7 separate regions of the Mus musculus genome follow, and all the other regions are linked to region 3. A link is a contact called in public Hi-C and HiChIP or PLAC-seq data. All regions are on one chromosome and are shown on one strand. The core of a region is the stretch at or near the end of the contact, and the rest is flanking DNA. Distances in the headings are between cores, read along the strand shown.

What was found. A called contact is a pair of places that touch in the nucleus more often than the background predicts. HiChIP or PLAC-seq counts read pairs in DNA pulled down with a chosen protein or histone mark.
Region 1: a Hi-C map of uterus shows a contact between it and region 3, with 5 times the contacts expected there. The contact joins two enhancer-like sites. A contact is called at or near these places in 5 of 484 Hi-C or Micro-C datasets (embryonic fibroblasts and uterus).
Region 2: a contact with region 3 is called in a Hi-C map of uterus, with 3 times the contacts expected there. The contact joins two enhancer-like sites. A contact is called at or near these places in 4 of 484 Hi-C or Micro-C datasets (all in uterus) and 1 of 9 other capture datasets (embryonic tail).
Region 4: a contact with region 3 is called in a Hi-C map of uterus, with 4 times the contacts expected there. The contact joins two enhancer-like sites. A contact is called at or near these places in 3 of 484 Hi-C or Micro-C datasets (cortical neurons and uterus) and 2 of 115 datasets of contacts at active chromatin or transcription factors (embryonic forebrain and fibro-adipogenic progenitors).
Region 5: a contact with region 3 is called in a Hi-C map of uterus, with 2.5 times the contacts expected there. The contact joins two enhancer-like sites. A contact is called at or near these places in 1 of 39 promoter capture datasets (the 3T3-L1 cell line), 2 of 484 Hi-C or Micro-C datasets (granulocyte-monocyte progenitors and uterus), 1 of 115 datasets of contacts at active chromatin or transcription factors (embryonic basal ganglia) and 1 of 9 other capture datasets (embryonic stem cells).
Region 6: a contact with region 3 is called in an H3K4me3 HiChIP or PLAC-seq map of forebrain, with 4 times the contacts expected there. The contact joins the promoter of Lrmda here to the enhancer-like site in region 3. A contact is called at or near these places in 6 of 39 promoter capture datasets (embryonic stem cells, frontonasal cranial neural crest, liver and 3 more), 1 of 484 Hi-C or Micro-C datasets (nephron progenitors), 8 of 115 datasets of contacts at active chromatin or transcription factors (bone marrow-derived macrophages, embryonic basal ganglia, embryonic forebrain and 5 more) and 3 of 9 other capture datasets (adipose tissue, liver and pancreatic islet).
Region 7: a contact with region 3 is called in a Hi-C map of uterus, with 3 times the contacts expected there. The contact joins two enhancer-like sites. A contact is called at or near these places in 2 of 484 Hi-C or Micro-C datasets (the HPC-7 cell line and uterus) and 1 of 9 other capture datasets (embryonic tail).

The regions. Positions count from the first base shown.
Region 1 is chr14:22,089,648-22,093,202 of GRCm38.p6, reverse strand. All of the region lies in intron 2 of Lrmda (leucine rich melanocyte differentiation associated), which reads right to left. Among named protein-coding and RNA genes, the nearest start is that of Gm41107, 60 kb to the right of the region's middle. Within about 2 kb of position 2,117, at least 35 of the 459 cell types and tissues checked have an H3K27ac peak or open chromatin away from gene starts, as enhancers often do. A contact at or near this core is called in uterus, where this site is marked.
Region 2 is chr14:22,113,923-22,117,788 of GRCm38.p6, reverse strand. The region is part of intron 2 of Lrmda (leucine rich melanocyte differentiation associated); the gene reads right to left. Among named protein-coding and RNA genes, the nearest start is that of Gm41107, 85 kb to the right of the region's middle. RefSeq lists an enhancer at 1,838-3,866. Within about 2 kb of position 2,573, at least 40 of the 459 cell types and tissues checked have an H3K27ac peak or open chromatin away from gene starts, as enhancers often do. A contact at or near this core is called in uterus, where this site is marked.
Region 3 is chr14:22,443,282-22,446,941 of GRCm38.p6, reverse strand. All of the region lies in intron 2 of Lrmda (leucine rich melanocyte differentiation associated), which reads right to left. Among named protein-coding and RNA genes, the nearest start is that of 4930405A10Rik, 98 kb to the left of the region's middle. Within about 2 kb of position 1,526, at least 23 of the 459 cell types and tissues checked have an H3K27ac peak or open chromatin away from gene starts, as enhancers often do. A contact at or near this core is called in forebrain and uterus, where this site is marked.
Region 4 is chr14:22,904,329-22,907,877 of GRCm38.p6, reverse strand. All of the region lies in intron 6 of Lrmda (leucine rich melanocyte differentiation associated), which reads right to left. Among named protein-coding and RNA genes, the nearest start is that of Gm30783, 26 kb to the left of the region's middle. Within about 2 kb of position 1,322, at least 77 of the 459 cell types and tissues checked have an H3K27ac peak or open chromatin away from gene starts, as enhancers often do. A contact at or near this core is called in uterus, where this site is marked.
Region 5 is chr14:22,051,033-22,054,528 of GRCm38.p6, reverse strand. All of the region lies in intron 2 of Lrmda (leucine rich melanocyte differentiation associated), which reads right to left. Gm41107 (a long non-coding RNA gene) reads right to left here. Exons shown (of 2, transcript XR_874399.2): 2 at 1-3,496. Among named protein-coding and RNA genes, the nearest start is that of Gm41107, 22 kb to the right of the region's middle. Within about 2 kb of position 2,063, at least 34 of the 459 cell types and tissues checked have an H3K27ac peak or open chromatin away from gene starts, as enhancers often do. A contact at or near this core is called in uterus, where this site is marked.
Region 6 is chr14:22,018,033-22,021,954 of GRCm38.p6, reverse strand. It overlaps Lrmda (leucine rich melanocyte differentiation associated), which reads right to left and starts at 2,243. Exons shown (of 7, transcript NM_028275.1): 1 at 2,047-2,243. The coding sequence starts at 2,076. It overlaps Gm41106 (a long non-coding RNA gene), which reads right to left. Exons shown (of 2, transcript XR_874397.2): 2 at 3,150-3,922.
Region 7 is chr14:22,782,562-22,786,051 of GRCm38.p6, reverse strand. The region is part of intron 5 of Lrmda (leucine rich melanocyte differentiation associated); the gene reads right to left. The region is part of intron 1 of Gm30926 (a long non-coding RNA gene); the gene reads left to right. Among named protein-coding and RNA genes, the nearest start is that of Gm30926, 17 kb to the left of the region's middle. Within about 2 kb of position 2,226, at least 60 of the 459 cell types and tissues checked have an H3K27ac peak or open chromatin away from gene starts, as enhancers often do. A contact at or near this core is called in uterus, where this site is marked.

The DNA of each region.
Region 1 (3,555 bases), core at 868-3,367, 350 kb after region 3:
GGGACATCTTTGCCTCCTATTCAGAGTCAATTAGTTCTTCTTCCACTGTGCTTTCTTGTAAATCTTTTCCCCCTATACTATAGCCTAAACTTTCAAATTCAATAGCCAAGCCTGGCCTTTCCTATTCTGCGTTTTCTGCCCACAGTTCCTTACTGAATAAAGTAAACATCACATACCCAAGCAAGCTAATGAGTGGAAAGGGGGCAGGCAAACAAGAGATCCAAAGAATTGCACGGTTAAAACAGGAAGACTTTTTTAAGTGCAGCGACAATCTGAAATTAATATCCTGTCACACAAATATTTATTGAGTGTGTCTTCTGTGCTGGGTACTCTGCCAGGTGTTTTCATTTCTCAGTTGAACTCAGGACAACCTTGTCTTCATGTTGCAGAGAGAAGACCAGAGGCAGGTGGCAAATGACCTCCAGAGTCACACAGTTGGGGAGCCTGTGGCCAGCTCCCCTATGCTTCTAACAGACTGGCCTCAGGATGGGTTATGGGCCCTATAAACTCCAGGTGATGAAGCAGGGTTAAGAGTTAAGGGGCTGGGGAGATGACTCCGGGGGTAAGGAAAAGGTAAAAAGCAAAAGGTCTGGGTTCAAGACCCAGCATCCACGTGAAAGCTTTGCTTTACAGAGCATGAGTGTGGAGTGGTGCAGGCAAGGGGTGAGGGGAGCGAATCCTGAGGGCTTCCTACCAGGCAGCCTAGCCAAAACAACAAGCCTCGGGCTCTCACCAAAAGCTACACAGGAAGACATCTGACATCCACCACTGACCTCCACAAGAGGGCAAGTTACCCACTCAAAAACAACCATGTACACATGTGCATGTGTGTGTGTGTGTGCTTGTGTGTGTTAAAGGCTAGAAAATTCAGTTCCTTCACTGAGATGAGAAAACTGAGGCCAGAAAACTGAAATGACTTATTCAGTGTCCCCTGGTCAAAAGGAAAATGGCTATTAGCTAACAAGAAGGAAAGCAGTTGAAAGGATGGTTGGCTTTGAGTGGGCATGATTAACCCCAAATCTGCCAGCAGTCAAGACCTGCCACCTCTCTATGACTTGCTACCATCTGCAGAGCACAAAAGACCTGAAAGAAATGCACAAAATTCCCCATGTCAGCAGATGTCAGAGATGCGGATTGGGCTACTAACATCCCAGAGAACCAGCCTAAAAGCCTAGTGTTCTTCCTAGACACAGTCTAATCAGTAGACACTAAATAAAAGTAACACAGCTATGTGGGCACAAAAGTACATCTTAAGTCAAAATAAGTGTGTTAAAGCTGGCCAGTGGTGGCACACACCTTTAGTCCCAGCACTCTGGAGGCAGAAGCAAATGGATCTCTGTGAGTTCAAGGCCAGCCTGGTTTACAGAGCAAGCTCCAGGCATCCAAGACCACACAGTGAAATCCTGTCTCAAAAAACAAACAAACAAACAAACAAAAAGAGTGTTAAGTATGATATTTGCTTATGCTCTCCTGATAAAAATTGTGTAAGTATGTTACAACATCTCTGGCCTTGTGAGTTTCTGTTCCCAAGTAACAGAGGAGATATCAGCCTAGCAATGGTGGCCCGCAAGGGCCAACAAAGAGTGGTTAAGCACTCCCACTGTCACCACTCTCAAACACCTGGTCATGTCTGATTAATGAGATGAAGTCCAGATGCTTAAAAATGTCTGCTAAATCAAAGGGGGGGGGATGGAAAGAAACAAAGAGCGCAGGGAGTAGCCCAGAAGCCTGTCTCTAATATGGTGGACTTCGTTATCTGTGATGTCTTTCAACCACAGATAACAGAGTCAACCACATGGAATCCAAGATGCGTGCCAGGTGAAAAAACACCATAAAGACATAATAAAAAGTTGCACTGGTGCCTATAAATTGCTGGGGGACTGTTAGGAGGGCAGAGCCATAAATTCTTGATGTTTCCCAAATTAGAGGGTACGGACAAATATGCAAATCTATCTGTGTGGGTAATTGAGGGCTAAAAGTCTGCTGTTGAGCACAGCTACCTCCCTCAAAGGCTTCTAGGAAGTCTGCACCAGGCACACACAACACACTCTGTAGGAATTCAATTTGGAAGCCATCATCTAAAGCACAGAGGAGAACAGGAAAGTCGTATTGCTATAATGCTTAGATTATCAATCATCTTGACAGTTTATTGGCTTTATCACCACACATACCATTAAAATGATGTCTGGCCCAGACTGTCAAAAGCAAACATTAAACAGACCAGGATTAAAAAGCAGATCGCAAACAGCACTCCAGTCAAGTTTCCCCTCTGCTCTGAAATTAGTTAGAGCAACTGACGAAGAAACTGGCCCTGGACTTTGAAGAAATACACAGCCCAAAAGGCTCCGAGTCAACTCAGACCTGACAGGCTGATAGGTCATGTCTTGTTATGGTAAATCTCAGTCCTTCTCGGCTGATTTATCACACACTCTGTGGAATAGAATTATTGCTATTGGTGAAACGGAGAAGGAAGGGAGAGGAAAGGAAATACGAGAGAGAGAGAGAGAGAGAGAGAGAGAGAGAGAGAGAGAGGCAAATACCATAATTTTCCTCATCTTGCAATCCAGGGCTTGCATCAAAAGGGCCAAGCTAGCTCCCTGAAGTGGGGTAGGAATGCTAATAAATTCACACTACTATGCAAACAGATTAACATTACCCCCACACAGGTTATTAAAATAATTTTACAGATTCGGAAGAACCGACTAGGCAGCCGAAGACACATTCATAATTCAAGAGCTGGAGACAGGGAAAGAGTTACGAACCTTATACGTTTTTGAAAATGCCTCTGCATGTGTCACTTTGGCAAGGAAATCTCAACACAATTAAAACTATACTAGCACATCAATAGGGCTCAATTGAGAGCTGTGTACCTGCCTTTTACTAGGCTGCTGCTTTATGGATGCCTCGGGAAGAAAGGCGAAATGGGAACTTCACTGCTAATTAAAGGGAACCTTCAGGGCCTGAGGAGAAATGGTGGCATTTCTCAAATACATATAAAAGGAGGGCGTTTTCAAAACTCTCTGCCAAGGGTTTGGCTTTTCCACAGTCCCTAGAACTGCTCTCTGTGTGTTTGGAAGTTGCAGAGCTATTCTGTTTGTGATTAATAGCTTGCTTTCCAGTACAAATAAGTCATTAAGAACGGTGGGGTGGGGCGCAGAGAAGCAATGGCTAGAAGCTGGCCCAGAAACATCCCAGCCAGTAGGAAACGCATTCCACATTTCTCAACCTTTCACCCCCTTGATTATTTACCCAAGTGGGGTCCCCTCTGGGTGACTTCAGCATGACCCCTTAAGTGAAAAACCTCACTGGGTTTTTCACAGAGGCCTCTTCTCTTGCTCCCTTCCTGTAGGCCTCATTGGCACCTCAGGGGCTCAGTGAACACATTATTTAGAAAAACCTCTGCGGTTGACAGGACAAATACTGCATGATCACAGATGGCTTGCAGTCACCCCATTACGAGTGCCTGCCATCAGCGGGGTATCCCTGAGTAGTAAGGACTCCCCAAAACAGGCTAGGCTGCCATCTTGTCAAAATTCCAACCAGCCAAGTACCTCC
Region 2 (3,866 bases), core at 1,324-3,823, 330 kb after region 3:
AAATGGGAATATTTACCTAAGTACCAAGAAATGCCTGTTGGGAGGATTCAGTGACGTAGTAAATATAAATCACACAGATGATCCTATATGTGATAGATAGATAGATAGATAGATAGATAGATAGATAGATAGGTATCCAGAGATTCTCTCTCATAACCTCACAGCCATATATATAACAGTATAATAATAACTACCAGAAGTGATCATTATTATTAATCAACTCTCAATGGGTGTAGGTTTTCTCTCCAGGACTACTACACAGTAGTAGTTTCCTGATGGAAGAACCTCCATCCTTACATTGCTCAGGCCTGGCTATTTATTTCCTGATCATGAGTAACTTATTAACACATATGTACTTCTTGTATCACTCCCACCATTCACAGAAACAATCCCTGTTATAATTACCTGTAAAATAGAAATGTGTAAAAACAGATCAAAACTCAAATGGTCCTTGACCCAAACGCAAGAAATAGCCTATTAACATTCTGATACTGAGTCACCTTTCCCCTTTTCTATACAAATCTGTCCACTGCTCATATATGTCCACAACTTCATAACCTGCTCTTTTAGTGAATAACATGGATTTGTCTTACCATTAAGCAGTCTTTAAAAGCATGGCCTTTGATTTGGTTATAGTGGCACACACCTGTAATCTTAGCTCTCAGGAAGCAGAGGCAGGAGGATTGTGAGTTTGAAGGCAACCTGGGCTATATAGTAAAACTCTATAACAAAATAGTAAATGAATGGATGGATACATGAGTAAATAATTTAAACACAGGGAGATGTAGCTCTATGGTAGAGCACTTGACCAGCATGCATGAGGTACTGTATTCAATCCTCTATAGAGGAAAAAAAAAATCAAATTAAATTAAAAGTAATTCTAAACAGAATTAAAAAGTTTAAAGAATAGTCTTTGAAGGCAGTGGAGCGCACTAGGCCACACTGCTCAGTTCTTTCACCCACCACCTTACAAATGAAGAAACTTGAACTCTCAGAGCTCAGAAACAGTTCTAAAACCTAAACCCATGTGTGGAGTCACCTGGCACTGTGCCTGACACTGGTCAGCACTCAATAAATGTCCTCTCATTCCTCCTCTGGGGATCTAGAGTCTTTAAAGAAACTTCATGAACGATTCTGGCTTCCACCTTAAGATAATGCATTTCAGCACAAAAAACAACTCCAACCCAAAGCTTCCTCTGAGACGTCAACCCTTCCTTCCCCACAGACTGCGCATGGCTGACAAAGGAGAATTTTTGTGAGCTCCTCGGTCCTCCCAGGCCACCCTTCCAGAATCCAGAGTGCAGATTGGAACGCTAGCAACAAATCCTTCCTATGTTTCAAACGCGTTCAGCTTTGCCTGCCCACTGGGCTGGGATTGTAGACTTTGACTCAGGACTTGGAATCAGGAGTTCTGAGCCCTAATCTCAACGTTGCTTCTAGCAGGCTGGCCTCATTTGAGGTTAGTAACGACTCCCTCCTCTCTGGATCTGTTTCTGTAGCCATTCCCCTGAAATACCCAATAAGGAAAATCTGAACCCAGCTTCTCAGGTTCCCATCAAACTTATCCATCTATGAGTGTGTGAACACACACACAGACACACTCAGAGACACACAAAGAAACATATACACAGAGGCACACTCACACAGAAACACACACACCAAGAACCTGAGAATTAAGAATATAAGGTTGAGTTTTTACAGATCTCCTTGGCTCCCTTTTAAGATTGGTTCTTGGTGGGAAACTGTGTTATGAGAGACCCAAACTTTAAACATACCAGAAAGCACCAGTTACAGTGGGGAGGGGCACCCAGGGTCCCTATATCAGAATTAGTCAGTTTCTGTCACCAACAGAGTGAAAATCCAGAAGTACTATAGATCATCAGGGACACTTGAGCTTACAGTCATATTTCACAGACAAAATTACATTCCAGGAAGAGAGATGGGGGAAGGGAGCGGAGATGGAGGGAGGGAAAGCCACATAAAAGTTCTGAAATATATCAATGTCCAAAAATGGATAGGGGAGGGGAATAAAAAGAAACCTTTGAGGAGTGTAAAAACCATGAAATAAAATATCTATCTTATTTCAGGGTCCTGGAGTAAATAATATTTCTGATGCTCCCAAAGAGAGTCAAATGCAGCCAGCAAAACAAACACAAATACAAATAAATACTGGGCAAGTGAATTAGGGAAGGTACACAGAGGAATTTCAAACTAGGATGAAGGTTTGATTCGGAAACGAGTTCCTGCCTTCTGCCTCCTACACGCCCCTCATTCTTTTCTTCGTGAAGTAAAATCCATTATTTTGAAAACACCATTTGAAATCCTCAAGAAAGAGCAAAACACAGTATTGTGGTATTCCAAAGTAATATCTCTTGTTTATAACCATATAAATTTAGCCCCTGGCACTACAGGGCTTATATAATAGAATAGAGTTATTTTAACAGGGGCCTGTTTAAGAGGCAGCAAAATGCTCGGCTCATTTTCTCCAGTGGGAGGGACACAGCCTCATGTGAGGGGGAGAACATGCCGAAGTCATTACCTCGGGAAGGCCATCCGTCAAAGCCGGGTCGCTCTGGCATGGCCAGCACCTCTGGTGAGATCAGAGAGGCGCCTCTGCTTGCAATTACCAAAGAAGGGCCTTGGCTTTAGACAGCCTGCTATCAATTACGACCCTGGCCTCGCCGCTTGGACTTGTCAATTTCCCAGTGTCTTCTGTTTTGTAACAGTGAGCAAAGGGGGCTCCTCCTGACTGATTCTTGGAAGTTCCTCGTGTGTTGTGTCACTCCTCGGTGTCATTAACAATTCAATTAAAATTTCACAGCACACAAGGCAGGCAGTGCTGGACAGAGGCTGAAAGGGCCTGGCCCAGGAGGTTCCAGAAAGACCTGCAGTGGGGCCATGTCCGATCACACCGACCCAATCTTGAGATGTTTTTCACTTCTCAAGTCAGGCTTACATGTGTCTCCCATCTGACACAATGCTGGCTGTCATCCTGGCAAGAAAACACGTTTGATGTTCTCACCCCATGAGGGAGGGGGGGTGCACTGATGGAACGGAATTTCAGGCCAACTAGAAACAAAAATCTAATATTATGACACTCGACATTCGGGCTCTGCAATGGATAACTCTTGAGTACTCTCAACCGGCTCTCTTTATCTTTGGCATATTCTAGAAGCTTCTGTTTTCTAAATTTGTCTTTGGGCTGTGGTGGTTGTTTGAGCCCTTGCCTTTTCTTGCTCCTTGGAGCCCAGATGTCCAGAAGAACTGAGGCAGGCAGTGTGTAAATCACAGTTAAATGATTTGGGTAGGTAGCGGATGGAGACAGAATAACCAAAAACCAGAAAGACTTACTCCTGTCGTTATTAACTCTCTGGAAGCGCAAACACCCCTTTGTCTGGCTGAGGGATGGAACAACACATGCTCAAGTGTTTTAAGGGTCCCGAGGGTTCAGGGCAAAATCAAAAAAAAAAAAAAGAAAAAAAAAAAAAAGAAAAACCTTTCAGGCTTAAGACTTCTGAGGCAGCTTTCTCTCTAACCCTCTCAATGAGTTTAGTCATGCAGGGAAAGATTCTTTAAACTTACCAAAGACTTTGTTTAATGCCCAAGAAAATGCAGACTGTCAGGGCCCTTTGTCGGGATTTGGTGGCTTAAGTCCATTCCCCAATACACTGGGACCCTCCACCTTCATTCTCGGGCTTCCTTTTGACATCAAGTGCTGGATAATTGTCTGATTTCCTTCTAGGTAAAGGGAGATTAAATGCCCGGCTGCAACAACTGACACACAAAAGGGAAAGTATAGTTTAGCCACCATATTTATCAAGATAATTTTTTTTCCACATGCTGATTAATAACATTAGCCAACATCC
Region 3 (3,660 bases), core at 277-2,776:
CATTGTCACATATATACCTTGCTCTTCCATTCCTGAACCTCTTCCCCCACAGACCCTGAATCATGGCAGATACTTAAATTTTTCCAACTGTTGTGCCTCCAGCTTCTGCTAACAGACTTTTACAAAAGCTGTCCCTGAAAGCCCTCCCTTTCCACAGCTTCCTAGCAAAAACCTTAGCCATGTTTAGATCCTAGTTCTGATGTATCCTCTTCCAAGCAGCCTTCCAAGATCCTATGTGCAAAAGATGTTCCACTTTGTTCCTTCACCCCTGAACTCCTCAGCATCTATCAGGACCAGCCTCTGTCCAAGGGAATTTGTAGACTGTGAGACATACCTTAGCATGTATGATAAAAATAAAGATCCAAGAGAAAGGACCTTGGAGGAGGAAGGAGGAAAGACACACAAATAATATCAAGCTCTGTAGCACTGTGGGCAGCTGGACCTTCCTAGAGCTCAGGGGACACAGGAGGCTGAATAGAAGGCACCGAGCTAACCCCATGACAGAAAACTGTCACTGGCACAGGCAAGGCTTCTCTTGAGTGACATTCCTAACCTGTCCTGTTCCAGGCAAAGGAGTTTTAGGGCCATGCACTGGAAATGGCAATACTGCAGGGACACCCACAGCTTCTGCTGCAGCCTGCTTGCCTGCCTCAAGCGCCCAGCAGGATTCTGGGCTGTCATAGATACTTGGCAAGTATTCACAAAGAAACCCATTTTTCAAGTTCTTTGAAGGTGGGGTCTGCCTTTTATTTTCTGCCTGGCACAGTAGATAAGAATTCAAATCACACATGCTAAGTGAAGAAGGTTGCACAGTTTAACTTAATCCCCCACCTCCTGGCTGGGCTGGGACCAGGCTATGTGAGCTGAGCCCACACTTCATTTGTTCCTCTCTCTAGTTTGCACATGCTTATTCAGGCACACACTGCAGACCCATCCCAGCTCTTGTGAAGCTTAGCACTGGATTCAGTGAAGAGGTTCAGTAATCTCTCTGGAAAATGCACCAGTGACCAGAGGAACAGCACAGGAATGCTAGAAGATTCTAGGTCATTCCTGAATATGCTTGCTTTCCTGCAGTTTCTGGTGTCTTTGCTATTTAGGAACTGTTCTACTGTATCTAGGAACTGAGGTAAGCATCTACCAGGAGAGCTGCAGTTACCCCACCATATCTCCCATGCTTCTTTGAAATCATATCACGAAAAGGATATGCCAAGAAAGTGCCTACAGACCCAGTCATAGCCAAGGACTCAAACAAAGACAAATTATGTAAGCCTGAGCAACGGCATCAGGCAAGGGAAGGACAAGCCAGGTTTTCCAGCCAATTTCAGAGCAGACCAGCTGCTCTGCATCATTGAGATATCTGCCTTCCTAGGACACCAGACATAGGTCACCCATCAGTCATTCATCTTTTTGATGAATTGTGCTGTCCGGCATACCCTTTCCAAAATGTGCTTCTAGATGGTGAGGGTGGCTCAGGGTGACTGTTCATGCCACATTCAGCCCCCACAGCCAACTGAGTCTACTCTCTGAACTACAGCAGGAAACGCCTACTTGTCATCTTGCTCCAAGCAAGGAACAAAGCAACCCAATGGTGTATGAACTGAAATTTGCCTGGGGAGAAGCATTCCATGCCTGAGTTTATTGAGACCTGGCATCCTTGGGACCTGATGGGGAGACCAAGGATTTATGGGCATGACTCAACTCCGATATGCTTCAAACCACATGGCTAAAAATGAGTACAGGAGACTTGGCTGCTCCTCAAGGCTCTGTTCCCTGTTCACAACATCTTGAACAAATCATGTCTCTCTGGGCCCCCATCTTCCCCTCTAAAAAAATGAGAGAATCACCTCGATGTCCATTCCCCTTTGTGCCACATGCTCAAGTTTAGTCATGAGTGACACAGCACTTAGCACTAATATCCTTGCTACGGGATTTGCATGTCGATAAGGGAATTGCATTCATTCTATTTTTCCACCAAGATGCTGTTAGAGTAAAAATGCCTCAGGATCCCCTGCTCTGATGAAAAGTGTGTGTGTGTGTGTGTGTGTGTGTGTGTGTGTGTGTGTGTCTGTGTGTGTGTGTTATAGTTTTAAGTAGAATGAGAAACAAGAAAAGGAGATGAAGGATTTGAACCTAGCTCTTTTACCATGAACTTGATTTTATTCCATTCATGCAAAAGAGCCACATAGGAATCATTCTGACCACCAGAGGGCTTTCCACACTGACAAAATGCATTAAAAAAGACAGAAGATGGTGAAATTAAAAATTGGAAAGTTCCAAGTTACACTGTTGAGCTCTATAAAGGACTGGGCCTGAATTAAATACGATTAAAAAGGAAACCCGAGGTTTCCTTGAGTTTGGCATGTTTCTCTATATAGTGGGGAAGAAAAGCTGCCATTCTTCCTAAATGTCAGAAAAACATTCAAAGTACTTGTCTGGGCTGGGAAGCCAGCAGGACATTTCAAACGATCTATTGCCGTTTTAATCACGGAGTCAGTTATTAGTTCCCGAATGCTAGAGCATGGTTTGCACCCTTTGGCTTCTTCAGTTGAAAGTCAGAACTGCCCTCAACGATAGTGCACTGCAACCCTCGAGGCCATTCATGTGAATGTGGAGTGAGAGTGGGTGGGCTACATTGTGACGTCACAACAGACTTCTCCTGGGGAAGATGACAAGCTTGGTGAAGGGTGAGCCTGAAGGTATCGAAAAGAGACAGCACTTAAAAGGAAAAACAGCGCTGAGCGTGGAGACCACTTCCATCCCCTGAAAATGCAAAAATATGTAAACAGAACTGCAGATATGCAAAAACTGAAATTTCCCTATAAGAATTTTCTTGTATTTTATCATCATAAGCTAAATGCCAAATAACTGACGAAATGCCTGATCAACCTTAGATCGAAATTCTTAGCATTTACCAATAGTCTGGCTTAACCAATGATATGGCCCTTGGCAGAAATAAAAGCAACACGAAAACAAATGCCATACTAGAAAATAAAAAAGAACTCAGGGCTGGAAAGAACACTGATTGTTCTTACAGAGGACCTGAGTTCAATTCCCAGCAACCACATGGTGGCTCACAACCATACGTAATGGGATCCATTGTCTTCTTCTGGTGTGTCTGAAGACAGCTATGGTGTGCTCATATACATAAATAAACAAAACTTTTAAAAAAAGAACAGAAAAGAAAAACCAAACTCTTACTGTAGCCATATCTGCACCATACAGGGCAGCCCAGAACCATGAGGTTGACTGCTGCCAGTATCCATACCAATGACAATGGACAAAGCCGTCCACGCACTTCAGCCTCTTCCTTATGAGGGTAGCACAATTCCCATCATTCCACAGTTATCCAAGTCAATAACAGCCATGGAAAATCTGGCAAAGGGTTCACAGTCCTCTCCAAATCCAAGAGAGCCACAGGACTGTTGGATAATTGCTATACTAGCTGGTAATTCATCTGACTCACGGCCCCATTGGGTGCCATGCTTCTAGAAATATCCTCATTAGTTAAATCATGTTTCCCTTTTCCCCTCCTCAGGAGTCAGACTCAGAGCTGGCGGGTAAGGAAGAGAGCTACTTATCCTTGGCATACCCCAGGGCTCACACTTTTGAACCTGTTTGGCATGCTTCAGGAGAATCAAGGTGACACTAGCTCCCTGCTCC
Region 4 (3,549 bases), core at 73-2,572, 460 kb before region 3:
AGGAGGGGGGAGGGAGGGAGGGAGGGAGGGAGGGAGGGAGGGAGGGAGGGAGGGAGGGAGGGAGAAAAGTAGAGAAGAGAAAAGAAAAAAGAAAACCTAAGCTTAAATCTTACAATTGCCCCTTTGAGGGTCGTTGACTCTGCAAGTTTTACAGTGGGATCCCCAAAATGAATGCTGCCTCTATGCAAAGCAACAGGGGGTCATGTTATAATTAGAATGCAATCAGTGGGATTGGTTATGGCTTGGTTCTCTTTCTGAAATGACAATCTATGCCACATCTGCCATTACATTAATATTTTCTGCCTTTTGAGAACAGGGGGAGGGTGGGTAGGGGAGGTGGAGGAAGGCATCTCTCTACTGGGCTGCTGATAGAGTTGTCTTAACTAGAAGTCTGCGTGAGCTAATCAAGGCCTGAGCAGTTCACCTTTAAAATACCCAAACCATCTGGCAGGCTGTCCCACGATAAATCTCTATGATAAATGCCTCCGTTTTGATGTTACAAAGGAACCACAGACCTGCTCAGTTTTGGCACAGCTGAGAACATACTGGCAACAGCAGAATAGAATTCAGATGTCCTCAAATAGAGAAGTAAATCATTTTGACCTGCGGGGCATAATATATTTAGAGAAAGCCTGATTGTAATAAAAAGGTTGGTCTTGTCACAGTTTCTGCTGCAGGAATGGTGATCTATTTTTTTGTTTTGTTTTGTTTTGTTTTGCTTTTCTGGTATATACTTTTCAGTTTAATGAAAACTCCAGTGAGTATCCTATAAAAGCTTTCCATCTCTACCCCTGCTTTTTGTGTGAGAGTCTTCAGACATCTCTTTCTGTCCCCTTGTGAATTGCTACAGTGGCCGCTTGCTGGTTCTCAGGCATCCTGCAGAGGAATAGCTGGAGTGGAGCATGCCTTCAGAATGATTAATCCACTTGCCTTTCACGGGTCTGTTTTGCTGGGCCCAGAGCCACTGCCAAGAAAGGACACACTGTGACCACCAGCACCAGGGAGAGAAGGCATAGCCTCTCAACTCAAGGTTAGCCTGGACCTGGTGCCGAGGGGGACTCATAAAATAAATTATGCTGTGTGGTTTTGGAAGGTAGACTTTTATGTCTCGCCAAGCTTCAGAAACAAATTATAGAGTGGTCAGTTGTCCTTATTTATTTCATGTTTTCCCCCCATAACATTAAGAAACTAATTAAACATGGATGCCAAATGGTAAGCAGTCTTTGTCCCACTTCCTTGCTTAGACACACAGTGCCTCACCCTTGGCTGTGGAGAAGGATCTCAGCCAAGCAAGGTTTAGCTAATGACAAGGCTTCAGCCGTTCTAGGGCTCCTGGGAATGCCTGGGACCTTGTGACAAGGCTTGGTGTCTTTTCCCACTCTGGCCTAGTTGGTTACAACAGCTTGACCAATTCTCTCCACAGCTGCTGGGGTCACTTTCTGGTGACTAATGGGAAAGACAGATTTCCCATCTGTCCCCTGAAAAATGGTTTAATAAAATGAGTCTGCTCACACACCCAAAGGAAGCCAGAAACAGGCATGAGAGGTGACATGTGTCCGATGAGGGGGTTTTCAATCTCACCCTGTTAGTCTCCAGACAAAGTTGGCAACAAAGAAGAGTAGCTGTTTCCCTGGGTAGAACTGAGTTGGGAAAGGAACACAGGCTGTTTTGAAGCTCACCGGAGCCTGCAGCGACGAGAGTCTGCAATTGCTCAGAGTCTCATTGAAAAAAAAGTACAAATAAATTTGAGGTCACCCTGTTCAATAAAACTTTAAAAAAATATATTTACTGACAGTCCACTTGGAAGGAAAAAGACACAAAAATTTATTGGCTGTTGGCAACTAGAGTGGAGACATGTTTCCCATACCTTTTTGTCTGCCTTGGGCAAAACAACACTTATCTAGTTGTTTGACTGTCCTACAAGGCAGTGCTCATGGTGCAGAGAGGAGACACCCACTGAATCTGTGGCTTCTTCAGCTCTTTAATCATTTCTTTGGCTTTTTCCCCGAATCCCTTCCAGGCTCTGGAGATTATGGTAGTTGACGATTCTTTGGGTTCAGTGGGGACAAAGAGAAATGTGCCAGGTAAGAGCATGTGCACCTATAGTTACAATGACATGGAATAATGGCACCCATTCACTCTCCCTTCTTCCCTGGCTCTTTACTCCCCTCAACTATGTGACTTGTCACTTCTGATGCTCACAGACCCTCTGGCCAGGTCACTTTTCAAATCTCTTCCTGCAATTAACAATGTGGCTACCAAGAGGCCCTGCAGGAAAATAAGAGACATTCCTCCTGCTCCCCGACTTCACCATGCTTTGCTTGTGGGTTTTGGCTCGACTCATTGGGGATGTTTCTCTTTTCTCATCTGCTCTTTAAAGCAAGAAGACACCTTGAGCCTAAACGTCCCAGAGAAGCAGGAAGATTAAGTGTGCAGTACTCACAGGTTGTGTACTTAACATTGATATTATTACTTTTTCTTTTTCTTTATTAGATATTTTCTTCATTTGCATTTCAAATGCTATCCCGAAAGTCCCCTATACCCTCTCCCCACCCTGTTCCCCAACCCACCCACTCCTGCTTCCTAGTCTGGCATTCCCCTGTACTGGGGCATATAATCTTTGAAAGACCTTTCGAAGGGCCTTTCATCCCATTGATGGCCTACTAGGCCATCCTTTGCTACATATGCAACTAGAGACACAAGTCTGGGGGGTACTTGTTAGTTCATATTGTTGTTTCTCCTATAGGGTTACAGGCCCCTTCAGCTTCTTGGGTACTTTCTCTAGCTCCTTCATTGGGGGCCCTGTGTTCCATCCAATAGATGACTGTGAGCATCCACTTTTGTATTTGCCAGGCACTGGCATAGCCTTACAAGAGATAGCTATATCAGGGTCCTGTCAGCAAAATCTTGCTGGCATATGCAACAGTGTCTGAGTTTGGTGGTTGTTTATGGGATGGATCCCCAGGTAGGGCAGTCTCTAGATGGTCCTTCCGTCCATCTCAGCTCCAAACATTGTCTCTGTAACTCCTTCCATGGGTATTTTGTTCCCCATTCTAAGAAAGAACGAAATACCCACACTTTGGTCTTCCTTCTTCTTGAGTTTCATGTGTTTGCGAATTGTATCTTGGGCATTCTAAGTTTCTTGGCAAATATCCACTTATCAGTGAGTGCATATCACGTGTGTTCTTTTGTGATTGGGTTACCTCACTCCAGATCCACCTACTTGCCTAAGAATTTCATAAATTCATTGTTTTTGATAGCTGAGTAGTACTACATTGTGTAAATGTAACACATTTTCTGTATCCCTTACTCTGTTGAGGGACATCTGGGTTCTTTCCAGCTTCTGCCTATCATAAATAAGGCTGGTATGAACATAGTGGAACATGTGTCCTTATTACAATTTGGAACATCTTCTGGGTATATGCCCAGGAGATGTATTGCTGGATCTTCTGGTAGAACTATGTCATATTTTCTGAGGAACCACCAGACTGATTTCCAGACTGGCTGTACCAGCTTGCAATCCCACCAGCAATGGAGGAGTGTCCCTCT
Region 5 (3,496 bases), core at 814-3,313, 390 kb after region 3:
AAGACTGACATCCCACAGCTGCTGACAGTTCAAAAAGCCAGCCTCTTACCCAAAATTCAACTCCCCCAACAACCAGGATATATGCAGTATAAGAAGTATGACTTTTTGGATAGAATTGGGACTTTGTCTTGATCACAGAGGTGGGGGGGTCACTGTGACCTCATAGCTTCTGCATCAGAACTCAAGAAAGAAAACTGGAGTGACATGATTACGAGAGGTTTGCCAGCACCAGCGGCCATCGCCTCTGGTCATTTTAAAGACTGAAAAAGAGATGCTTGTGTCCAGCAGACACCAAGAGCATAAATATGATAGACCATTTCTCCAGGATGAAGCCAACCTCTCCGCTCAAAGCACAGTGCCCAGGGGTGAGCCTCTGACCCCACAACTGGGGACAATAGCACTACCATACCATGAACATGCAGGGCCAGGCTGATTAATCAAATCCTCTCCAACCTGGACTGGATCCTTCCAGAGTATAGAAAAACTTGACATTGCCTGTTCTGGTCCCCTAAAACTCAAGGTCTAAGGATGTCCTAACCATGACTCTGGAAATAACTGCCCTTCTCATGACTCCCAAACTTTTCAAAGACTCCCAAACTTATGCCCTCCAGGGACCTGACAGTTCCAGGGAAACAGCAAAGGGGATGCTCAGATCCAAGGGAGCCAATAAGGAGGATCTCCTCCACAGAAGTGAGATCCAAGCACAGCAAACTGAGAGAAGAAAAGATGGCATTCCAACATAATTGCACAACCATTCACCTGTTCCTCAAACAGAGCCCCAGTCTCTATCACACACCCAGGCCCCCCCTCCTATAGACCCCAGTCTTTATCACACACCCTCCTCCTATAGACCCCAGTCTCCATCACACACCCAGGTCCCCCCCCTCCTATAGACCCCAGTCTCTATCACACACCCAGGCCCCCCTCCTATAGACCCCAGTCTCTATCACACACCCAGGCCCCCCTCCTATAGACCCCAGTCTCTATCACACACCCAGGTCCTTCCTCCTATAGACCCCAGTCTCTATCACACACCCCCCTCCTATAGACCCCAGTCTCTATCACACACCCAGGCGCCCCCCCTCCTATAGACCCCAGTCTCTATCACACACCCAGATTCCCTCCTCCTAATGGCCAGAACTTCTCTGGAAGATTTTTACCCTCTAGCTTTATGCTTTGACCCTCACTGGTATGCAAACACATATCAGAAATTATTCTGACAACTTGGCCTTCATCTGAAAAGTTTTCAGACCTGGTCCTCAGACCATGTTGATAGAGGAAAAACAAAAGTAAACAACAACAACAATAACAAAAGCAAGAAGGCACTCGAATCTTGAGAAAGATGAAAAAGTTCATCATGCAAAAGGAGAGGTCACACCCAAGAATGAGGAAGGTAGAACTCTTGCAAACAAGTCTCCAGGACCCTTCTGTCACCGTGGTTTAGTGTTGGTATCCTGTGAGTGGTTAGCATGGCACACACCTTAGCATGCCTCTTGTTCCCATAAGCTACATCAACCTATCCAGTCTTTACAGCACAAGCATGGACACCATGCCCCATCTTTCCATGAGCCCCGCATTGTTCTGTAGCTCTAAGCCAAGCAAAGACACTGCTGGTTCCTCTCACAGCCCCCTCCTCTACTGCCTACCTCATGATGCATAACCCAGCCCCAACACACACCCTCATGAGTGTGTGTGTGCACATACACATAGGATGTAATACACCTGCACGTGACAGGAAGCTAGGAGCAACACCAGATGTAATAGGTGTCATCAGGAAGACGTTGAACAGAGGGAAATAGCATGCAGAATCTGAATTCAGGCTGGGCTCAGGCTCCTAAGCCTCAGGACTCTTTGCAGCAAGGCCCCGGAGGCTGCCACGGTCTCTGGTTGGGTCCAGGGAAGCAGTAGATAAAGCAGATAAGTAAAGGCATTTCAATCGATGATGCTCCCCCATGACTCAGTGTTTCTTTATTGCAACATGCTCGCTATAAAAGCCATTTTCCTCTTACAGGATCTGCTGGGGCAACACGTGATGTCATCATAAATCACCACCCTCCACCCCAGCCTCTCTTTCTTTTCCTTTAAAATGTCAGCAGATTTCTTGGAGTTTCTAAGGAGCCAAGAGAGCCAGCACCATCTCCCAGTTTTGGCAGGGAAACCCATCTTCTTTCCCAAGATGTCTGTCTTCACTTCCCCTCTGGCTCTCCCAGAGGAGCGCTGCGACGATAAAGCCTGGAAGCCTCCAGAAAGTCACAGAAAGCAGTTATGGAAAAAAAAGAAGAAGAAAAAAAAAGAAAGAAAGGCTCTCCTTTCTACCCTGTCCAAATGTAGCGTCTTTCTCTCAGTCCTTTTTTTCCTCTCCTCCTATTTTGGTGCACTTCCAGGGGAAGTGGATGTATAGAGGGAACTGTTAAACAAGGTCTAATACAATCCATGCCTCCGAGGCACGGATGCCATTAATCAGAACGATGGCTTTGTGTGAGAGAGGCCACAGGCTGGATGGGCGCCATGGACCAATAACGCAGACAAACCCCTACCTACCCAACCCACACTATCCCCTTTGGGGCTTGGTATTCATTTTTCCTACCCTTCCCCCCACCAAACCCTGTGCCCAACATTCCCACAAAGGCCTCCTGGAAAAAAAAATACTATCATAACAGGGAGAAAAAAAAGTTTCCTTTTATTCTAAGTTCACTGGACCAAAAAGGAAAATCCTAAAGAAACTCTAACCCACAAGATCTTGCAGGGCCATGGCCAAGAGGAACTGTCAGCTAGCTAAGGTTTTTGTCTAGTCACACAGGGTATCACTTTTGAGAAAAATCTGTATTCTGGAAGGGTCCCTTCTAGAAAGAACTCTGTCAACAGAAGGTACTGCCAACTGTCCATATCCCCAACATTTAGTGACCGGATGGCGTTGAAAACATAAAGTACAGCTAGACTCCTGCTGGAGCGTCTTTCTCTACTCCTGACTCACAGAGCACAGTCTCCTCCACTTCCAGCCATATCCCTCAAAGAGAGCCGGGTTAACTACAGACAACAGAGAGCAAAGGAGCTTCCAAATGATTAACTAGCACCTATGAGACCTTTGAGATGATAATGGAGACCCTATGTCCCCTTCCTACCTCTCCACTAGCACCTATGAGACCTTTGAGATGATAATGGAGACCCTAAGTCCCCCTCCTACCTCTCCACTAAAAACAAATTCTTTTGCTGGACCTAGGATGCCTGACACTTAAACATTCAGACCAGGATCGTCCCCAGAAGCTTGGAGATGTTCCTTGAAGACTTTTCCTTCTTTATCAGCCATTTGCACTAAACCTAAATGAGTTGGGGCTCCTCAGTAAGAAGCAAAGAGGAGAATAAGGTAACAGGAATAGGAGTTAGGGAAGGTGGAGAGTCACAAGTTTGATGTCTGATACTCACAAGCTGCCTACAGGGGTCTTTAACATTCTCTGTCTGCCAAGAACACCTGGTGTCCTGTGTTTCCCCTCTTTCT
Region 6 (3,922 bases), core at 994-3,493, 430 kb after region 3:
TGAAAGTAGAATAGTGGTTTCCTGGAATATTCACTGGTAAGCAGTTAAAAGGAATATCTTCTAATGTTCTCTAATACACAGTAGCAGTGGGTGATAGCCACTGTGAATTGTGTGTTTCAGAACGGCCAACAGAGAGGACTGGCAGTCTCGAGCACAAGCAACTAAATGGTAAGTGTTTACTATAATGATACACCAGTCCTACTCTTCTGATCATTACACACTATACCTGTACTGAAATATTATATTGCATCCTATTAAATGGCTATTTTTCAGAAAAGGAGCTGCCTTTTAGAATTGCACACATTGAAGGTGCTGCCTCTCACAGTGGGTTCTGTTATAAATTGTGTGAAGCAGATGCTAGCAAAATAGTCTAACCCCAGAGCCAGATGGCGTAGGAAAGGAGATAATAACACCCCAAGGTACTCTGGAGCCTTCCTAGCTCCTCTGGATAATTTACCTTGAAATACTGGGCAGGGCCAAAAAAAAAAAAAAAAAAAAAAAAAAAAAAAAAAAAAGCCTTCCCACAAGTCAGCAGATGCCCCTGAGCTCTGTGAAGGTACCTGAAGCATCAAGTCTTGAGGAGGACAAGATAAGAACAAGGAAGTCTTGGGAAGTTTCAACCTCACTGTCAAGTTCTCCAGGAACTTGGAAGAAACTAAGCACAAAGAATGCTGGGACCAGAAATGCAGAGACCACAGTATGCAGGGGGAGAGGACCCTGCTTTGTAGGCAGATGCATGAGGGCAGGACCCCCTTCCCGGGCACACACCCCTCTTTCTAGGAAGCCAAACCTCCCAGAAGCCCCTATACCCTGGCTTAAAATAAGATTCTCCTTTTCTGGCCGCTCAGTGGAGGCTGACAGCAGCCTGGCAGGCTCACTGCTGAGCTCTGGACTTGTGCCTGTCTGAGACTCCAGGCAGAGCCAGGGATCCTAGGAGATTAGGCCAATAGGGGCAGCAGAGAGATGGCAATTCAGCTTATTTCCATCAATACCTGCAGGGTGCCTGGTGCATAGAAGTCACTCAATAAATGTATTCAGTTGAGGAATAAACTACCAGACTCTGTTTTTTTAAAAAAAAAAAAAAAAAATGGAGTAGTTTGGTAGGGTGCACCCAGCAGGTATTTGTGTTTCCCCTTTGTAAAACTCTGAGGCCTCTGAGGAAGAACAATTCCCTTATCCCTGATGCTCTGAGCCTAAAGGGAGAACTTTCACCCTGTCTCCCTAGGGTGGAGAACTTTGCATAGTGAGTGCTGGCTTCATGGGAGGCAAAGCAAAAGAGAAACTACTTTTTTTTTCAGCACATACAGGGTCCCTGCTCAGCCTAGGGGAGTTTACCAGAGACCTTACCAAAGAGCTGAAAACGGGCACTGCGGGGTGTCTACCATCCAGTCTTGCCATGCCTTAGTGACACCTCTTCAAGAACCAGAGTAAAAATGTAGCACACCCTGGGCCTCCACCAGCCTTGAAAAGGAACCTCATTGTGAAAACAGAGCTCCTCCAGCCCCCGGCCAGGCGACACTCTGTGGTTTTCGTTGTGGCTCTGATGACTCTGTGCGCTTTGCTGCCATGCCCCCTCCCCCCTTTCTCCCATGTAAATGTATCAGATCATTTGTACAGTTGCCCTGGTATCAATAGGTAAACGGTTGCGTATTAAAACATTTTTCTTGCACCCTAAAAGTTCTTCTAAAACCCGCATTGTGAAAGAAGAAACTGAACCACTTTTGGTGAAAAATATGAGCCACCAGCACTGGGTCGCATGGAGAAGTTAGTCCCTAAGTGTTGATCAGTGTGACTCTAAGGACAGAGGGAGTTGGGGGATCTCAACTGCTTATCACACCACTACAAAGTGTGGCAGGATCAAAAGAAGAGTCTGACCCTTCTTCAACTTGGAGAAAGTGTGGGTACTTGGCACACATCACCTGCACATGCGACCTCCTCCCAGGGAAAAGGCACTCAGGTTAAAAGCCTTGGAGACCCGTGCCCCTCTGTCCCTCCCATCCCCAACTGGATCCCGGGACTAGATGGGGCTCACTTGGACCGACTTACTTGAGTTCCACTGACCATGAGCCCAGCCATTGTGGCAGGAACCCAGCAGGCGGGCGGCACTGAGCAGGGTGGCGGGCGGCGCAGTTCCGCACTGGGAGGTCAGCTGACCAACGGAAGCCCTAGACTCCGGTCGGCCACCAAGAACTGTGCGCAGCAGCGCTGCCGCCGCTGGCTGGCTCAACCCGGTGCACGTGAACCTGCACCTCCGGGCAGCTCGCAGCGGGTGGCCCGCGGCGCTGCACCCAGCGTGGGAACCCCACGCGACTACTCCTCTCTCCTGCCCAGTTCCTGTCCGGTTCCTCTACGGCCCCCGCTCCCCAAAAGGTGCCCCTTCCAGAATCCAATGCCCAGAGCTTTATTGCATTCATCAGACTCAGACTTGAAGTGAAGGGTGAAGGGGGTCCCCATCGTGGACGTGTCAGCAGAGTTGCTGCTAGTTCCCGACTCAGAACTGGGCCTTCCCAGAATTTCACAATCTAGGTTACATAACCGTCCTCAACTGCTGGAAGGAGGGGCCTCTTCACTCAAAGTCCCCAGTACAGTCTAAAAAGTATGAGCTTGCTAGCAGTGGGGAATGGGTCTCCTGGTGGGATGGAGTTTCCATTTGTTAGAGAGAAGGCTACAAGGAAAGGTTGAATTTTCCCCTTAAAGTGTCAGCTGGTCATACAGCCCCTACTCTCTTCAGGCCCACCACCACCGCAGTAGCTGACAGTAATGAAAGTTAGGGCAGGAATATTGATAATGTCTCCTACTCTCAGGATCCTTTTGTTCTTATTCTCCTCCAAGGGAAGAGACATGTGTAAGAATCAAAGCTATTAATCCTGTCGGCAGCACACACACGAGCCTAAACACACATACGTGTATACACACACACACACACACACCCCTCCCACCTCACCCTCACCCTCCAGAAGGAAGAAGTGACCATTGTCACCTCCTGACTGGGAAATCCAACCCAAGACCAGCAGCTCCCACATTCCAGATTTCCCTCTGGAACCTTCTTCTTGCCTGCTCTTGCCTTCCCACCTCCACCCTAAGGATGGTGCCAGTCCTTACCTATCATTGGGGTCGTGGCTGATAGATAGGCCTAGAGCAAAGTCACGTTAGCAAGAGAAAAACACATTTAATCCAAGTTTTCCATGGTAGGGGAGCCTTCAGAAATGAAGGTGTGGTGGATGGGAAACCACAGGCCTGTAATGACAGCACTTGAGGGGCTGAGGCGGTATCTCAAACTGGAGGCCCGACGGGGCTACATAACAAGACTGTGTCTCTGAGAAGAAAATAGTGTGTATGTCCGTGTGTGTGTGTGTGTGTGTGTGTGTGTGTGTGTGTGTGTGTGCGTGTGTGTGTGTTCATGTGTGTGTGTATGTGTGTGTATGTATATGTTGGTATGTGTGTGTGTTCATGTGTATTCGTGTGTGTGTGTGTATGTGTATGTATTCATGTATGTTCGTGTGTGCATGTGTGTGCATGTGTGTGTGCATGTGTATGCATTCATGTATGTTCATGTGTGTGTGTGTGCATGTGTATGTATTCATGTATGTTCGTGTGTGTGTGCGCTCGCGTGCGCTCGCACAAAGATACAGCTCAGACTGGATGAAGCTGAGTTAGCTGAACAGGAATATGACGGACAAAAGGGTGCACTATTGAGTGTGTAAACATTAAAGGGAGAGGGCAGGAGAGCATCCCTCCCCCAGGGAGCCCACTGGGACTCTTCTGGGATCAGGATCTAAGGACTCTCCATCATACAAGGCAACTTGATTTCTTTGCGACCAGCTCCCACCCAGAAAGACAGCTTCAAGTAGGATCTCTAGGATGTAAGTCTTGCTCTGAGGGAGAGGGGGTCAGGTTCCCAGGATCCACCTTGGGGATGAGG
Region 7 (3,490 bases), core at 977-3,476, 340 kb before region 3:
TGCTTTCCCCAGATTTTTCAAGCAGGTTTCTGGAAGCCTGGCCAAAGATAGAGGATTGGCTTGTTCCCCAATAAAGAACTTCATTGGTCAGTTTAGCATCTGTGCTGTCTTGATGAAGAAGCCTGGGCTTGAAGGCACCCAGCTAAAAGACTCCAGGGGCACAAAACCTAGAATAACAAATAGGTAGAAAATACCATGGATGGGCCTGGAGAGATAGCTCAGTGGTTCAGGGCACTGGCTGTTCTTGTAGAGGAACTGTCCTTAGGTCCAAGCACCTACCAAGGGCTTACCACCATCTGCCAAAACAGCTCAAGGTATCCAATGCCCTCTTCTGGCTTCCATGGGCACCAGGCACACACATGGTGTACATACATAATGCAAGCAAAACACTCATACACACAAAATAAAAATAAAGAAATCTTTTTGAAAAAAATATCTAGAAAGGATGGGGATTTAAGAAAGAAAACACTTTATAAAAAATATAAGACAAAACGAACATGGGGTAAAGTTCTGTATAAAATTCACCCACTTTCTTGTTGCCAAGACAAAATATAATCTATGAAAACATACATGTATGTATGCATATGTGTATACACATACCACAATTAGCCACACATTAGTATACATCTATTAGAGGTTCTCAGTCCAGGCTTTAATGACCTCCTTACTACATTGAGATATTATAAGTTTTTAGACCATAAGAAATGGAGAGGCATTTCTTCCTTTGTGTCTCATAAATGGCCAGTTCAGACATAAGCAGTCTGGCTTGGGAGAAGCTGAATCCTGAAGAGAATGGCCAACCATATTCCACAGACAGAATGAAATCATTCACTTAATCCCCGAACTCGTATCTAATGGATGTGAGTACATCTTGTGTTTTGTCCTAGGCACTAGAGGTTTGTGAGCAAAATAGGCAGAAATACTACCAGCCTTGCAACTAGTACAGAATTGGGAAAATACAGAAATCAAAAACACCTCCTTCACTATCCTACTAAAATCAGTTACAGACTCAATGTGGAGCCCAGTAAAATGTGCTAGCTCTTGTATAGGTTTTCTGTACACACTGCCATGGCTTCTGTGTCTTAAAAGAGCACAGACTTACTGTTTGAATGTTAGCCATTTGTAAACAGGTCCTGGTAGGTGAAATCAAGCTGCTTCTTTTGGATGCTGTGAGGAGTAGAAATGCTTGGAGTTGCCCCTGCCCTGTCTCTCCTGCATTTCTTTCTTTCCATCATCAAAGTGCACTCCCATCTCAGCCCTCTTCATCGCATCACCTCCTGTCCCTGTGACTTTCTCTGAGTCCCTCTACCCAGTGACTGTGTTTATACCAGGCCCATGTGAACAGCCAGAGCTCTTCGAGCTTTGACTGATGGCCTAGAGGCACAATGCTTTCTTGCTCGTTTCACCATTCCATGGTGAAAGACAACAAAACATTCGAGAATCAAAGATCACAAGAATGTTCAAGGTCTGGGTTTCCAAGAGTAAGTAAGATGATGTACTGGAAATGTGTACTGCTATTATTATACCGTTGTTACAATTATCCAGTGATACAATTATCATAGTTGAGCCCACGTCTTCGACTATACAAACCATTGCAATGTCCAGAACTCTCTTCCCACTACTTAAATTACAATCTACTTTGTAAGTCCCTGCCTTGTTCATTCTCTCTGCCTCCTCAGCTAGGAGTGATGCTGTTTTCTTCCCTTCCAACCTCCAGTAATGTAAGCACCAACCATTTAAGACTATGTTATTATCATTGTCATTATTATTATTAGCCACACACACACACACCCATGTATTGTGAGGAAGGCAGAGATGTTTGTCCTATTGCTTACTTAGCACAGAGATGAGGCCACAGTAGATCATTTTTTTTAGATCACTAAGTGACTAAGTGGACTGGTTCCAGAGTTTAGTCCTCAGGGGTCTGCATGAAAAGCACAGTTCCAATGTCACATTCAAGGGGAGCCAGCTGTGAGCTTCCTCATTCCCCTACTACACTGCACTCTGACTTCCAAAATGAAAGCAATCCCCATCTTTCCCAGACATCATGTACAAGATGATGCCCTCCCAACCAGGATGAGGACGGCTTCTGGCCTCCATCTGTGTGCCAAGTAGCACAAGTGTCTGCTATACACCCTGAGGAAGGCAAACAGGACACAGAATAGAACAAAGAGCTCACACCAGTCAAAGCCAGTTTGAGCCAGTCCGCACTGCTCTGAGAACTCCACCCCCCCTCCCTCCCAGCTGGCAAGAGGACAAGAAGAAGATCACTGACTTCAATCTTTGGCCTCCTAACCACGAAAGGACTTGTGAAGGTGAACGGTTTGCAGACGAAGGGGGATATAAAAGAGACAAAACCAGGATAAAAATTAAATAAAAAGTAGCTGTCTTAAACTGTAATTGCAGTCCTCTGCTGAGCACGCTTGCAGATATATAAATGTGATTTACCATCAGCTTGCAACTACAAATCAGGTCTTGAGAAACACTTGTGCTATGAAATTGTTTAATCTCATCAAGCTCTGCTTTCACAGCAAGCCATAAATCACGGAGTCTTTGTTATCATAGACCTCCACCAGCGCCTCTCTGGCAGGCCATGGATCGTGGGTATATATAATCTTGACTGCACAAACACTGGGGTCGACGCAGGCTGAAATACTTTCATAATAGCCACTGTGCAGCTGCTGGAACACAAGCCCATGATGGATATCTCATTTCCTACAGTCGGCATCTATTTCGAGCAAATTATTACCACATAAATTTCTTGTCAACAGAAACGGCCAATTAATTAAGTTAAAAATTTACTTGTGATCACATCTACAAACCAAATAGAACGGCAAGGCAATTTTCCAGTTACTGAATATACTGCAGGTCAGTTTAATGAATAATTTTTAACTTTGTCATAAACTCAAAGACAGGCTAATATCTCCAGAAAACTGAATGGAGACCAGCTGCCGACAGATTTACACAAAATATATTTATGGGGAATTTGATTGCTGACATCTGGGGACAGAAATAAACTTTCTATAATTACAGAGACATCTTTGCCATATATATGGATTTCTTTCACCCAAAAATGCAAATATGTCCTCAGGAAGGGTATATTTATATGTTCAGGCAGGGCTACAATGGGGTTCGATGGCTTTTGGAGAAATCATTGCATTAAATTTCTTTGCTAGTGATGGGTTCAGTATCATAGGGAGAGACAAAATCATGGGCAAAGACCTGTTTATCACTGACCCACACCTGTCCCAACCCCAAATCAGCTCTCTCTCTCTCTCTCTCTCTCTCTCTCTCTCTCTCTCTCCCCCTCTCTCTCTCTCTCTCTCTCTCTCTCCTTCTCTCTCTCCCTCTCTCTCTCTCTCTCCCTCTCTTCCCCCTCTCTCCCCCCTCTCCCTCCCTCTCTCTCTGAGGTGGTACACCACTTGGCACATGTCCAGCAGTGTAAGCAGCACTCAGAGGCTTTGTCAGGTAAGGCAGACGGACATAGCTT